5 separate regions of the Mus musculus genome follow, and regions 2, 3, 4 and 5 are each linked to region 1. The links are chromatin contacts, called in public Hi-C, HiCAR-type and HiChIP or PLAC-seq maps. All regions are on one chromosome and are shown on one strand. Each heading gives the region's core, a stretch centred on a gene start, on an enhancer-like site or on the middle of the called end of the contact. The rest is flanking DNA. Distances are from core to core; before and after follow the strand shown. Region 1 holds the start of Lrrtm3 (leucine rich repeat transmembrane neuronal 3). Region 2 overlaps Ctnna3 (catenin (cadherin associated protein), alpha 3). Region 3 holds the start of Dnajc12 (DnaJ heat shock protein family (Hsp40) member C12). Region 4 overlaps Ctnna3 (catenin (cadherin associated protein), alpha 3). Region 5 overlaps Ctnna3 (catenin (cadherin associated protein), alpha 3).

Region 1 (2,700 bases), core at 121-2,620:
AGTTGGAGCGGAGGTGTAAACTAAGCAGCTTCCTCAAGCCCCGGAACTGTTCCGATCCCAGAGAATGGAGCTGATTGTAGGACAGATCCAAGTTCCGTAAATTGGTCACAGGTCTGAAGGTGTTGTTAAGGAAATAGGAGATTCTGTTGGAACTCAGAATCAACTCTTTGAGTCTGCGTATCCCATTGAAAGCATTCTCGTCGATATTGCTGATGTGGTTGTGGTCAAGGTAGAGCCAGGTGAGCTGATTGAGCCCTTTAAATTGATTATACTTAAGTTTTTGGAGGCTGTTGTAGCGAAGGGATAAACCCAAGCAACCGGCAGATATACTCGAGGGTATCTCCTGCAGTTTCTGAGACTCACAGTATACCATTTTGCCTTCACACCTACAACCCTTAGGGCATCCTCGTTCAGCAGAAGAAAGCATTGTCAGTAAGACAGTGGGTGCTAGAACCACCGCTACAGCTGATCCTCGCAGTAGCCTAATTACATTGAAACCTGGAAATAAAAACAACTTAGAAAAGTTATCCCCCCAAAACGAATGCATTTTTTTTAACCAAGCAAAACTAGCTGTTCATTTCCACATTCAGAAATGTAAACATTTAGATACCATTTAGCATCAAACATCATCTTTGTAATAGAAGGATATTGCATATTTCTATCAGTTAAACAAGGAAATGTAGCCACTGATAATTGAATTTATAGTCTTAGACCAGAGAAAGATAATCTTTAAAACAATTAAAGCAGAATTATTACATAGACTTAGAGGATTTTTTTTCAATTTTTTTTTCTTAAGAAGGAAAGAAGAAAAATATCAAAACATACCCATCCTTTGTATTGTTCAAAGGTCGTCCTTAGGTCTTTTGCTTTGGCTTAGGGGCCGCCTGCATGACAGCCCCTGTCAGCTGCAGTGGAGTGAGTCAGGGCTCGCTGACACCCAGGAAGAAAAATTGGACCCCTTGGGAGATGGACCGATTTTGGAACATTATTCTTTACCAGCCATGCAGAACACTCCAAGAACAAATAAATCCCAACACCGCATTCGCAGCAAAACATCCGAGTCTTCCTAGGTAATAGGATCTTCATGGATATTACGTTTTTGCATCTTTACAGTGTGTGTGTGTGTGTGTGTGTGTGTGTGTGTGTTAAAAAAAAAAGAAAAAAACTGGCTCCTACAATTTCTTCTCAAAACCCATAATGTATTCCTCTAGGCAACGTGGGGCTACCTGTGCTGCCACATCTGTATTCCATAGTCCGGCGAACCCGTGGTGGTGAGCACCCAGTTCAGCCTCGGAGCTGCGTTGGAGCCCAGAAGGCAGGAGAGCCGGGTTCCGCGCACACTCTCAGCTCACTCCCGCAGACTGTCATTCTGTAAGCCGCTCGGACTGTTGCTTCGGTTTCAGTGAATGCAGTCTTATGTAAAGCTGCCCCCAGTGGTGGGGAACACTATGGGCATGTGCAGAGCTGGCTCTCTTTTATCTTGCAAATGAGCAGGCTCTGCTGGAAAATGAATGGTTCTTTTGGGTGGCTCAATAGGAAGTGAATGGTCAACGTAATCAATAACTAGCAACATTTTCCGTGATACCCAAGTCTTGTTTTACAATTTGGCAACGCCTGTAACTGTCTGCGTCTGCTTAATCGACAAACATGTGCTTCCCAGAGTTGTGGGGTTTTTTTCTTTTTTTCTTTTTTTTTCTCGAGCTTGACGTTAAGTTCACAGATCGAATGTCAAATTTTCTTAACCTCAGTGTAGGCTTTGAGCTGAAATTTATAAAATGAATTATTGAGCTCTTCACAAAACTGCGTTCAGAGCGTGCCTGTTTGACCTCTCGGAGTCACCGTGATTATATTATGCAAGGTGTCTCAGAATGCTAGACTACATCGGCTTTGCAATGGACAGAATGACTGATGACACACAAATTAATAGGGCTAATGGCTTTTCTGTTTTTCCCACAAAAGATATAATTGGTTTAATGTTTATGACTGCGTTATGGCTTGTTTTGGTTGCTCTGGGCTTTTTTTTTTTTTTTTTTTTTTTTTATCAGAAGAGAAATGAACCATTTTTAGTGCTAGTATTAGGACCCCAAGATCATTTGGTTCATGGCTTATTGATGTTGCTCCTATTTATCACATTAATAATATTTATTGGGTGCTTTCTAAGTCCTTTAAATGAAGGCTCCATCCTGTTTTTTCGTTCAAGTCACCAGCCTGCAGGTCCCACTGCCATCTACATTTCCAAGGTGAAGGACCTGAGACTTAAATGGGGTCACCTGCTCCAGGCTCCAGGATATGGCCACGAGGAGCAAGAGCTTCTAGGCAGAACAAGTATGTCTTTCAATGCTTCACCAGGCACCAGTTCCTTTTAAGGGGCATCTCTGTGCTCAGTGAATCTGGTGACCATTGGGATAGACCAGGGTAGGGAAGCTGTACAGAGCTCTAGAGACTCTAGGTCTATGCAGGCTCATCCTTGCTAAATTGAGCCCCTGCATCACCTTGTACGGCTTACTCATCTCTCTGTGCTTCCATGTTCTCACCTGCAAAATTGGACATGATAGAGAAATTACATCATAGGCATATGCTGAGGATTAAGTGACATCTTTGTCTGTGGTTGTGGTACTGGGATTGAACACAGGACCCTGGGCTCAGCCCTGTGTCATTTTGCTATCCCAACGTGCTTAGCTTCTGTGGGTATCACAGACA
Region 2 (2,700 bases), core at 163-2,662, 630 kb after region 1:
AGACATGGTAAGAAAAGAAAATCAGAAATAGAGTACTTGTAAGGGATACTGAATGAAATATGTTTTTAAAAAGCTAGTGACACACATAGCTGTGTTGTTAACTTTTTAAACAGTTTTTAAAGAACTTATACAATGCACAGGGCCCTGGATTTCAGCCCAGCGTATAATGTAGGCACAGTGGTGCACGCTCGCAATATCAGCACTGTAGAGGTTGAAGCAGAAAGATAGGAAATTAAGGTTATTTTGGATATTTGGATAATGATTTTTGAGGGTAGCCTTAGCTACATAGGATCCTTATAAAATAGCAGCAAGATAACTTGAATATTGACATGTATAAGAAATACATAGATATTAAAGTCCTTAAAGCATAGATATTATACAAAACATTGAGATTTTAGGGCAAGGCATCAAAAAAACCAGGGAAACACAGCAGAGGAAATGTTAGCTATCGTGTAGAATTTATATAGTAGCGGTTGAAAATTAACAATCCCTATTTCACACCTTGATATATGTTTATATGTGTATGTGTATATATGTATGTGTGATATGTATGAGAGGGAAATATTAGAAATGGGAGGGAGAAAAGAGATATAGGGAGAGGGATACTAAAGAGATAGGGGAAGCACTAAAAAGAAACTTTGAAGACTCTTCTCTTGAGATGCTGAAGCTGTGACCCTGCTGGTGAGTTGGCTAATCGTCTCTGGTACCCCACACCATGTGGCTTTCTACCGCAAACCCTTCATCACCTCCTGACCCAAAACACTCATTCTGGACCATTGCGTTCCTGGGCCAGAGTGTGTGTGGCTATAGGCTGATACTCCCAATGCATTTATCATAGCTGCCTCCTTGTAACTTGCACCCTTTCAGCATCAAAGTGAAGGGTTATTGTTAGACTCAAATACATTCTTCAACGCTGTAACCATTGGCCTCTCCAGCCCTCTTATGGATGAGAGAACCAGGCCAATGTATGTCTCAACTGCATGGAGTTTATTCCACTGCTTTTTGTACTTGAATTGCTTGGTTGGAGCTTAGAAAACTCGTGTCCTTTTTTTTTTTTTTTTTTTTGATACAGAAGGTGTACTCACAGCATAGCTCTCTCTAAATTAATCTCCTAATAAATGCTGCCCATGGCTGCCAGGGCCATTTCTAGAGGCCTGTGGAGCTCTAAACAGGAGGGAGGTAGCAGGGTACCATCATTCATTTTTAGCATTTCACTTTTTATATTCTGCATGAGGTCTAGCACCTGCCATGGAACTCGGCATCTATTATATCTTCATGCTTTAGCCCAAAATTCCTTTTCTCTCCCCCCAACCCCCGCCAGTTCTTCAAACTACTGCCCTCCTGTGTCGACTGTGTTACTATGCTGGGAAGCATTCTGGGAAGGCAGCCAGCTCCGAATTTACATTGGTCATCAATCAGGCGATTCATTAAAGTTACTGCATAAGGGAATGTCCCAACACATCGTTTCCCTGAGAGTTACCACTTAGTACTGTGGATGCCCCAGGGAGTCCTGTGTTTATGGCACACGTTGTTTCTGCAGTCTAAAACCTGAGAACATTTATGAGTGCACGCACCAACCAAGAGTTTCAGTTTCCAGGATGCATATCGAGGGCTGGACTCCATTGAGATGTCAGAAATAATTCTATCATATTCATTGATATTATTTGTAGAACAGATTACATACTGTGTGAGAATTGTTATCACAAACCTGTATGTCTAGGAAGAAAACTCTTGTTTGTTCTGTATACTTAGTGTACGATTTTACATATGTTCAGCAAACACCTAATATCTTTCCTTTTAATATTGTAAGCCATATACTCTTGTATTTAGTGCTGTTTTAAGCGTTATACCTTAGCACAAGCTCTGGAAGAAATGGTATTCTCAAATGTTGGCATTTGTTGAGCTTTAAAAAAACTACCGCCACAACTAAAGATGTCTAATCACCTGGTATATGACATCAACATAAATAATGGACAGAAGCTATGCATTGAACATAGTGACACTGCCCTGGGTCTGTGATCTTGGCCTTAATCTGAAACCATCCTTTCTCATGGCTAAACCCCATACATCACATAATAACTTGAGCCTTGTTTTTTCTCATCAGAATAATAAAACAACAACAGCAACAACAACAAACCTTTCTTTCTATGCAGAGAATGGATCCTTGACTCAGTGGAACTGCATGTACCTAAGATTCTCAAGATGAAACTTTGCTTCCATATTTCCCTTATGGAAATTAATGCCCCCCCACCCCACCCCCCACCCCCCGCTCTGGCCACCAGGAGCATGGCCAAGTCATTGTCCATCTCTCACCTCTGTGTTGCTTCTAGTCAACACCTCAACCTTTTCTCTCCATGTGTGACACTATTGGTCCTCAGTGCCTGCAGATTCCTTCCCAGTGGGACCCAGAATGAACAAAGGAGCTTAAGGATAGCTACTATGTAGCAAGCGTTAGCATGTTCAATAATGCTTTTCATATTGTTTTTTTGGAAGGAAGTGGTCTAAGACGGGTCTTTGGAGTCACTAGAAGCCATGTAAGCTTGTATGTCCCTTTTTGCCATGCACAACTCGTGAATATGTAAGGGAAAACATCCTAGCAGGTTGATAATCCTTGTATGGTCCCCATTCCTGAGGGGCTGCCCAACCTTTAACTCCCATGTCATCTCCCTCTGCATCTGCCTACCTGGTTCTCACTCCTGA
Region 3 (2,700 bases), core at 139-2,638, 700 kb before region 1:
TACAACCGCCCCAAATTACATGCTATTTTAGACACTTGGAAAAGTATCTTTCTAATTGACCAAATCTTAAAAACTTGCTTCACATTTTCTTCTGTCTCTTAAAAAAATAGGTTAAAAAAAAAACTATCCAAGTAACAGAGGTACAATAAATTAGTAACAGTTTTACACTAAATTGTCAAAACTGACTTCCGATTAGCTAATAGGAAAAAAAAAAATCACCATGTCAATACTCAAACTCCACCGAGGCACATAGGACCTCACAGAGACTGTGAGAGCACACACAGGCCTGTCCGTGTTCAAGCCAGATGAGGTCCCAGCACTGAGAGGGGAAGTAGAGATGGCCTCCCATCCCTAACCAACAAGCCATCTTCAGTTGATATCATCAAGGAAAAAGTAGTTCTCTGTAGCGGGGTCTCACTGGGTATATTAGGCACACTTAAGGGTGGGCTCCGTGCCCAGCAGGAAACGGGTAACACAGAACAAACTCAATGGTATTTTTTAAAAAAGATTTATTTATTTATTATATGTAAGTACACTGTAGCTGTATTCAGACACACCAGAAGAGGGCATCAGATCTCATTATGGATGGTTATGAGCCACCATGTGGTTGCTGACAATGGTATTTTTTAAAGCCTTTTTGTTTTATATTGCATAAAAAAAAATTACTGGCCTTCTGCTGGTATGTTATGGTTTCCCAGTTTGTGTTTTTAATTTTTTTTAAAGATTAATTCATTCATTTTATATATGTGAGTACACTGTAGCTGTCTTCAGACACATCAGAAGAGGGAGGGCATCAGATCCCATTACAGATGGTTGTGAGCCACCATGTGGTTGCTGGGAATTGAACTCAGGACCTTTGGAAGAGTAGTCAGTGCTCTTAACCGCTGAGCCATGTCTCCAGCCCGTGTTTTTAATTTTATAGATTTTGTTTGCATGTGTTTCTTCCATTATTTTTCTCTAAATTCTTTTATTTTAGTTTTTAAAATTTGTTTTCTAACGAGAGAAGGGGGAAAAAAAAAGGCGAGATGTTGGGTGAGTGAAGGAGAGGGGAGGATCTGGGAGGAGTTGGGACCGGGGAACCATAATCAGAATATATATTGTATGAAACAAATTTTTTCAATGAAAGCAAAAAGTAAAGAGCAAACCAAACCAAACCAAAACAACATCAACGACAAACAATAGCATCACCAGCAGCAGCAGCAGCAGCAGCAGCAGCAGCAGCAGCAGCAGCAGCAGCAGCAGCAGCAACAACAACAACAACAACAACAACAACAACAACAAAACACAACAGCAACAAAAAACCCAACAGCAACAACAAACCCCAAACTACAGATCCCAGCAGCCCCGCATGGCAGGCTCGATCCTGGGCAAACAGCCAATGAGAAGCTGTGTTTGCAAAGGGCTGGCTTGACGTCTGGGTGCTCGCTGGTTTGGAAAGTCCTGCTGAAATGTAAAGAGCTTTGCTGTCGCCCCGGAGCTCACAGTGTCGGTGGCGTCGGAGAGGACTGACTCATCCGCTGTAAATGGACGCGATACTGAACTACAGGCCGGAGGGCAGCGAGGACTACTACGCCTTGCTGGGATGCGATGAGCTCTCCTCGGTAAGCAGGGTTGCAGGTTCTCACCAGGTCGCCTTTGAGATCAGCCACGTCTCCTGGAACTCCAACCTCGTACCATTTGGAAGGAGTTTCGGCTCGGAGAAAGTGAAGGATTAAAATGCTTGCTGGTTAATTTGAGGAAAGGACTCCGAACTTCAAAGTATTAGCTGGGAGAGGGACCACATACAGTTTTTATTTATTTAGAGCAGCGGTTCTCAACCTGTGGGTTGCTACGGACTTGGGGTCGCATATCAGATATCCTGCACATCAAATATTTTTAATTACAATTCATAAACGCAGCAAAATTACAGTTATGAAGTAGCAACGAAATAATTTTATGGTTGGGGGTTACCGCAACGTGAGGAACTGTACTAAAGAGTCGCAGCATTAGGAAGGTTGAGAGCCACTGCCTAAGTAAAGGCTGCGATTTAGAGCTCAGGAGGCGGGGCCCCCTGTCTGTAGTCTCCTCGTTCAGAGAAAGTCTCATGGATTTTATAGTACCATTATAACCTCAAATGGTATTAAATACCATTATAATTTCAAATCAAATCAAGTTAGATGTCATATCTGGTGGGAGATTTTTCTTTTAAAGAAAGTAATGCTTCCCTTAGACATCATATACTTGAGACAAATGTGTTATTCTTTTTTTTTTCGAGACAGGGTTTGTCTGTATAGCCCTGGCTGTTCTGGAACTCACTTTATAGACCAGGCTGGCCTCGAACTCAGGAATCCGCCTGCCTCTGCCTCCCGAGTGCTGGGATTAAAGGCGTGAGCCACCACGCCCAGCCAAATGTGTTATTCTTTTAAAGACTTATTATTTTTGTTTTATGTGCATGCATGCATGCCTGTATGTATATATGTATGTGCATTTGGGTTCTATTTGGCTGAGTAGGGATACTTACTCTGTCATATAGCCTGCATTACTTTTTTGTTTGTTTTGTTTTGTTTTTGTTTTTGAGACAGAGTTGGCTTGGAACTCACCATCTCAGCATGTAGATCAAGTTGGCCATGGTTCACAGACATAACTTGCCTCTGCCTCATAGGTGATGGGATTAAAGGCATGTGCCACCATGCTTAGCCACAAAGCCAATTTTTTTTTAAA
Region 4 (2,700 bases), core at 129-2,628, 550 kb after region 1:
TGAGACCTGGATTGAGAATTTGAAAATAAGTGTTTGTGGTATTAAGATGAAGGAAGTGACTTTAAAAGCCTTTCCCAAGGCTGGTTTAAACATATCTGTTATTTGCCTTCACAATCCAGATTTTTATCATGTGGTTGGCCTTGTTCTTTTTCAGAACTTAGAAGTGTAAAGTTGTAATCTTTCTTTTGAGGATAAAATACGATAGGGTTGGTCTTTCATGTTTTAGCATCTAAGCTAGACAGACATCTCAATATGTGTTTATCAGCTCACCTTACTTCATAACATCTGGCTTGAGAAATAAGCAGGACACAATGAATTTTGTAATATAAAGGATTTGCTAGTATATATAAAATAAGTTCAAATTATTACCATGATTGATATCAAAGATATACACTGAGATACACACACTTAGCTTTGGGTTGGTTAAAACACAGACTGGAAGATTTGTATTCATATCTTTAAATCATTACATCTTTATCAAATGAAGATGTGACATGACTTTTCTGATGGTTGTAGAAATTAGATTTATGATGGCAAAAACTATTGAACAATTAAGAAACACAATCACCTGAAGTCAAATTGCTGTTATTAATAAGGCATTATTATTTCAAAGGAGGCAGGGAGTATCTCTGCTTTTTAATTTTGATCACGTTTACTCTGTTCTTCTACTGATAAGGTTGGTGCTGTCGTGATTTCACTGTGAGGTCTGTCATGGTTGACTGACCTTGAAGTATTTTAGTAGGTAACATATCTAGATCTAGAGTTCTTTCTTACCTATTCCCATCCAGAATATGTGCTTTTATCTACTCCTTTCGATCTTTGTAAAATACTGATAGCTTAAAGAATCTATTGTTCATAGATTCAGAATTTCTAAACATTTAGCCCTCAGATCCTATGACATCTTTACATTTGTACCCCCTTCTATGATATATTACACCACACACACACACACACACACACACACACACACACACACACACATGCATGTATAGATTGGGATGAAAATCATGAAATATCTAAAAATGATGCACATAAATTCCCAGGGAAGATTTTTCTGAGCAGGACAAACACACATAGAAAGTTATTCTAATCCTTATTGCACATTGTAATATAGGAATCTTTAGCTTCAGATCTTTTGCCTTTTGCTGAACAGGGGAAAGAGATGGGGAAAGAGACCACCCAGGCAAGCCACAGAATCAAGAGAGCATTACAAATATTAAGCAGACACTTGATAGATGCTAGAGAATTATAAAATGAGAAAAACCCATTTGAATTAATTAGATGAAAATAATTGTAATTACAACCATTATTAAAATGGCTTGCACTAGGCTAATTACCATATGTAAAAGCTCTTTAGACATACCCCTAATAGTGATATGTAGCAGCTTTGTGGAGTTGCTATGTTTTACATAATTACTACAAGAGAGAATATTCAGCTGTGCTTCAACTTCTGTTGTCCAGGAAGCAATTCATTTACTCCAAGCTGAAATATATTAGATAGAATATGACTGTTAAAAAACCTCTTCTCACAGATCCAAACAAAATGCAGATAATGGTAAAAGTCAATACTGAGCCCCCTCCAGTCCTTTGAACAAAATGCTCTACTTCCCCTCCCTGTTAAATGCTGGTGGTTTAAAGATCTAGTGTACATAGAGTCAGAGTTTCTGAAAGTTTAACACTTTGGTCCTACAAGGTCTTCATATTTGTACTCTGTACTGACATCCCTGTCTCTCCATCTCTCTCTCTCTCTCTCTCTCTCTCTCTCTCTCTCTCTCTCTCTCTCTCTCTCTGCCTCTGTCTCTCTCTCTCTCTCTCTCTCATACACACACACACACACACACACACACACACACCAGAATTTTAGGTTGATTATTTTACCACATTATTTTTTTAAATTTGAGTTCCATAGTGTATATGTGTGTGTGTGTGTGTGTGTGTGTGTGTGTGTGTGTGTGTGTATGAGAGAGAGAGAAAATAAACTCTAATTTTCTATACACATATGAGGTCTTTCCAGTGTAGAATTTTTCAGTGTAGTGTATCTGAATTTCTTTCACTTAAACTGTGTGACAGAGGCAGGTAGATTTCTGATTTTCGGGGCCACATTAGTGTGGCCAGCTAGGACTACATAGTGAGACACTGTCTCTAGAGGAGCACTAAGTATTTCTAACCACTGTGCGATCTCTCCAGACTCTAATTTGTAAAAACAAGTGTTGAAAATATTTGAATACAAAATGAAAAAGTATATCTTAAGTAATGTACTTACAAAAATTTCAAAAATTTAAATAGTGATTCTATTCAAAGTCTTAATAGAGATTTTAATGTAGACAATTTCACAAAGTACGTACCGAGACTTTGTGTGTTTTATATAAAAATTTGTGTTTGTTCATTTTTTTCAGTTGTTAATAACTAAAATCATATGTCATTCCTGAAATAAATATCAAAATTATTCAAAGTAAAGTTACTTGGATTTAAAACTATAATTTACTCTCTGCATATTTCTTACCTTGGATATGAGAGAATTGACTTATTTTATTTTTTATTCATTATTGTATATTTTTCTTTAAGAATTTTATTCATGTATTTTGATCATACTTGCCCCTCCTCCATCTACTCCCAGGATTACCCCATCTTACCTAAGCACCCAACTTTATGTCCTCTGATTTTTTATTATTTGATTTTTTGGTATTTTTGTTTTTTCCT
Region 5 (2,700 bases), core at 133-2,632, 800 kb after region 1:
GGCTCTACTAGATATAATATTTTTTTCATTTCCTGAATTGCTATTTCCATAGAGTGCCATAGTCAACCAGAGAATCTACACTATGGGTCTCCCTGTGAAAAATACACGAAGAATCTGCAATATGAATCTCCATATGAAAAATACACATCTTGTTGTTGTTGTTTTTTAATCTTAAGTTAGGTTAATGATTGCATTCGGTAATCCATTGTTGAAAGACTATAAGACAGTAATAAAAAGTTTTTAAATTATTGATAAAAAATGAGGAAAAAATATGAATCCAAAGACCATTCCTAGGGACCTTCCAGCCAGCTTACAGAGTTCCAATAGCTCCCCTAGACACGAGCCACCACCACGGAACTCACAACAGAAGGTTCTGGGGGAGATATCAGATTCAAACCATAACATCTGTATTTCATTCAAGATTGAGAGAAAAAGTGAAATTAGATATTTATGTTTCTTTACATTCGAATCAGGAAGACCATTAGGAATTATTAGGGTTGTAGAAATGTTCTTATATTTAAACATTTAATTGCATATCCATAAGTTGAGGGTTTATTAATATTTATCAATAAAACAAGCACTGCACTACTTATGTTGTGATAATCTTTAAATTAAATAATGTAGCTGTTAATACCTATCAGCTTCTTGATGATTGACTCTGCTTCCTGGATGAATGTGGATAATCACAAGGTTATTCAAAGCAGTCTGAAGTATTACAGCTTGAATGTAGTACAGATGTTGAAAAACATCAAATATGCATGTTAATGATATAACTTTTCTTTAGGTATGTTTGGTTATCCAGGAAGAATGTTATGCATTCTCTTGTTCTGTTAACTGCTACAGCCAGCTATTACTATGACATTTTATAACCATGGTTTCCTGATACCTACCTACTCATCATGAGCCTATCTAGAAGGCAGATGAGTCTGGGAGTAAAGTATCTGCAGATTCAGTTAAGAAGGAAAATCAATTTCCATTCCGTGTGATGCAAAACAGGGAACTGAATGTTCCCCCGTAGGTATTTCTGATAACTAGATAGTTTGTTTTGTTTTGTTTTTTTGTTTCCAAAATAACTAGATAGTGAAGGTTGCTGCTTTAAATTCATAAAAAAAAATTCTGCTTTCCCCCCTTCGTCATTGGATTCTTCCAGATAAAGATACAATTCTAAACCAATTAAAACTGCCTTAAATAAAAAGAACACTCCCCCCCATACAAACACACAATGGTTGTGTTGTTAATATGTTTATAGCCATACCCTAGATACTCCTTGGTGTCCTGCAAGGTCTGCCTCCTACAAAATATCTGATTAGAAGGGCAGATTGGAGCATCACAGGGGTGCCAATTTGCCAGCTGGTCACCCTGTGTTTGTCTGCTGTTTTACAATGAGTGTTGGCTGACCTCCGCTCAAGAGCCCAGATAGGATCTGGGTACCTGCGGTAATCGCTACTCCCTGGCGAAAACAGAATCTCTTGGATTTATAATGGACCAAGGGATGTCAAGGCGCGTCGCATCCCATAAACGTCACCTCCTCTGACAGTGTCCAGAACATCTAACCATGCTGCTTTCTCTCCCCATTTCCTCCTGTATAACGAAGCAACTCGACCGTGACAGAGGATTACTCTTCTTAAAGTGAATAGATAGTTACACCGTACATTTTTAACTCCAGATCATTTGCGGAGTTAAGGACAGATACTAAATTTCAATCAGTCCTGATAAGAGCCAAAGTTGCAATTTTAAAAATAAGTGTGCAAGTCTCATGGTCTCATGGTACCCCTTAATGACTGTTGTCAGGGATTGTGGACCTCTGGTTTGGTATTTATCTATTATATTTAAATTTAAAATACCTTCAAACTATCGGGATTTTGTTTGCATTTATTATTCTAACAAAATTTTGAAAATCAGTATTTCGAAGAGAAAAACGTTCAGCTGCAATCTCAAGTGAACACCTCTCTTCTGTGTTTTCCCGGAGACATTATTTTCTTAGTTTGGTCATTGTTTCTTTTGTCCATTGTCTTGGAGTTAATTTTTTTATCTCCTGGTTATATGGGTTTCTACTCCTCATTTTCCTTTTCCCACAGAGATCATGAGTTGACACAACTCCTCATGTCGTTCACATCTTTGTCCTCACAGGATTAGATTTTTCTTGTCAGTTTCCTTCTTTTCATTCCACACTTTGGTCGCCTGTGGTCTTATTCTTGAATGGCCCTACTCCAGTCATTCAATTTCATCTCCATTTTTTTATTTTAATATTTCTTTTCCTTATGATCCTCTTTGCCAACATATCACAGGAGCTACTGTGGTCTTTGTCTCCTTTTAAGACTTTTAGCCAATGGCCCTGTTCTCCCATCTCCTGCCCTTTGTCTTAAAATTTGTATTACGTCTCTATAGGAACCCTTGTCTCACCTCTTTGATTGCTCATACTTGATAAATAATCACTGGGTTATCTATGAACATGGGATGTGGACGTGTAAAGGTAACCCGTCATGAATGACGCCTTCACTCTCCACCCACTCCAGAGGAGCATCCATCTATCATTCTGCATCCTCACGGCGATCACACAGGAAATAGTGTACCAGGATTTTTCTAGAAGACCCAGAGAATAGACATCTGACATGAAAGAGTGTGGTATCAGGGGAAAAAATTATTTTGCCAAATGAAATTTTATAGCTGTTTCTTATAACAGGCAAGAAAAATTAATAA

Evidence for each region. A called contact is a pair of places that touch in the nucleus more often than the background predicts. HiCAR-type assays count read pairs that join an accessible place to other places. HiChIP or PLAC-seq counts read pairs in DNA pulled down with a chosen protein or histone mark.
Region 2: an H3K27ac HiChIP or PLAC-seq map of oligodendrocyte precursor cells shows a contact between it and region 1, with 6 times the contacts expected there. The contact joins the enhancer-like site here to the promoter of Lrrtm3 in region 1. A contact is called at or near these places in 5 of 39 promoter capture datasets (the 3T3-L1 cell line, embryonic stem cells, liver and 1 more), 2 of 484 Hi-C or Micro-C datasets (cortical glia and tail fibroblasts) and 7 of 115 datasets of contacts at active chromatin or transcription factors (astrocytes, embryonic forebrain, embryonic hindbrain and 4 more).
Region 3: a HiCAR-type map of astrocytes shows a contact between it and region 1, with 2.2 times the contacts expected there. The contact joins the promoter of Dnajc12 here to the promoter of Lrrtm3 in region 1. A contact is called at or near these places in 1 of 39 promoter capture datasets (hippocampal neurons) and 1 of 115 datasets of contacts at active chromatin or transcription factors (astrocytes).
Region 4: a contact with region 1 is called in an H3K4me3 HiChIP or PLAC-seq map of embryonic basal ganglia, with 4 times the contacts expected there. The contact joins the enhancer-like site here to the promoter of Lrrtm3 in region 1. A contact is called at or near these places in 12 of 39 promoter capture datasets (the C10 cell line, cranial neural crest, embryonic stem cells and 7 more), 5 of 484 Hi-C or Micro-C datasets (cerebral cortex, embryonic fibroblasts, forebrain and 1 more) and 9 of 115 datasets of contacts at active chromatin or transcription factors (astrocytes, embryonic basal ganglia, embryonic forebrain and 5 more).
Region 5: a contact with region 1 is called in a Hi-C map of cerebellar granule neurons, with 3 times the contacts expected there. The contact joins the enhancer-like site here to the promoter of Lrrtm3 in region 1. A contact is called at or near these places in 9 of 39 promoter capture datasets (cranial neural crest, embryonic stem cells, hippocampal neurons and 5 more), 4 of 484 Hi-C or Micro-C datasets (cerebellar granule neurons, cerebellum and embryonic stem cells) and 3 of 115 datasets of contacts at active chromatin or transcription factors (astrocytes and embryonic stem cells).

What each region holds. Positions count from the first base shown.
Region 1 is chr10:64,088,885-64,091,584 of GRCm38.p6, forward strand. Lrrtm3 (leucine rich repeat transmembrane neuronal 3) reads right to left here and starts at 1,371. Exons shown (of 3, transcript NM_178678.4): 1 at 826-1,371; 2 at 1-498. The coding sequence starts at 829. The region is part of intron 7 of Ctnna3 (catenin (cadherin associated protein), alpha 3); the gene reads left to right.
Region 2 is chr10:64,716,824-64,719,523 of GRCm38.p6, forward strand. All of the region lies in intron 13 of Ctnna3 (catenin (cadherin associated protein), alpha 3), which reads left to right. Among named protein-coding and RNA genes, the nearest start is that of Gm28881, 400 kb to the right of the region's middle. Within about 2 kb of position 1,413, at least 6 of the 459 cell types and tissues checked have an H3K27ac peak or open chromatin away from gene starts, as enhancers often do. A contact at or near this core is called in oligodendrocyte precursor cells, where this site is marked.
Region 3 is chr10:63,385,175-63,387,874 of GRCm38.p6, forward strand. Dnajc12 (DnaJ heat shock protein family (Hsp40) member C12) reads left to right here and starts at 1,389. Exons shown (of 5, transcript NM_013888.3): 1 at 1,389-1,601. The coding sequence starts at 1,524.
Region 4 is chr10:64,637,888-64,640,587 of GRCm38.p6, forward strand. All of the region lies in intron 12 of Ctnna3 (catenin (cadherin associated protein), alpha 3), which reads left to right. Among named protein-coding and RNA genes, the nearest start is that of Gm28881, 480 kb to the right of the region's middle. Within about 2 kb of position 1,379, at least 1 of the 459 cell types and tissues checked has an H3K27ac peak or open chromatin away from gene starts, as enhancers often do. A contact at or near this core is called in embryonic basal ganglia, where this site is marked.
Region 5 is chr10:64,885,754-64,888,453 of GRCm38.p6, forward strand. The region is part of intron 15 of Ctnna3 (catenin (cadherin associated protein), alpha 3); the gene reads left to right. Among named protein-coding and RNA genes, the nearest start is that of Gm28881, 230 kb to the right of the region's middle. Within about 2 kb of position 1,383, at least 5 of the 459 cell types and tissues checked have an H3K27ac peak or open chromatin away from gene starts, as enhancers often do. A contact at or near this core is called in cerebellar granule neurons and cerebellum, where this site is marked.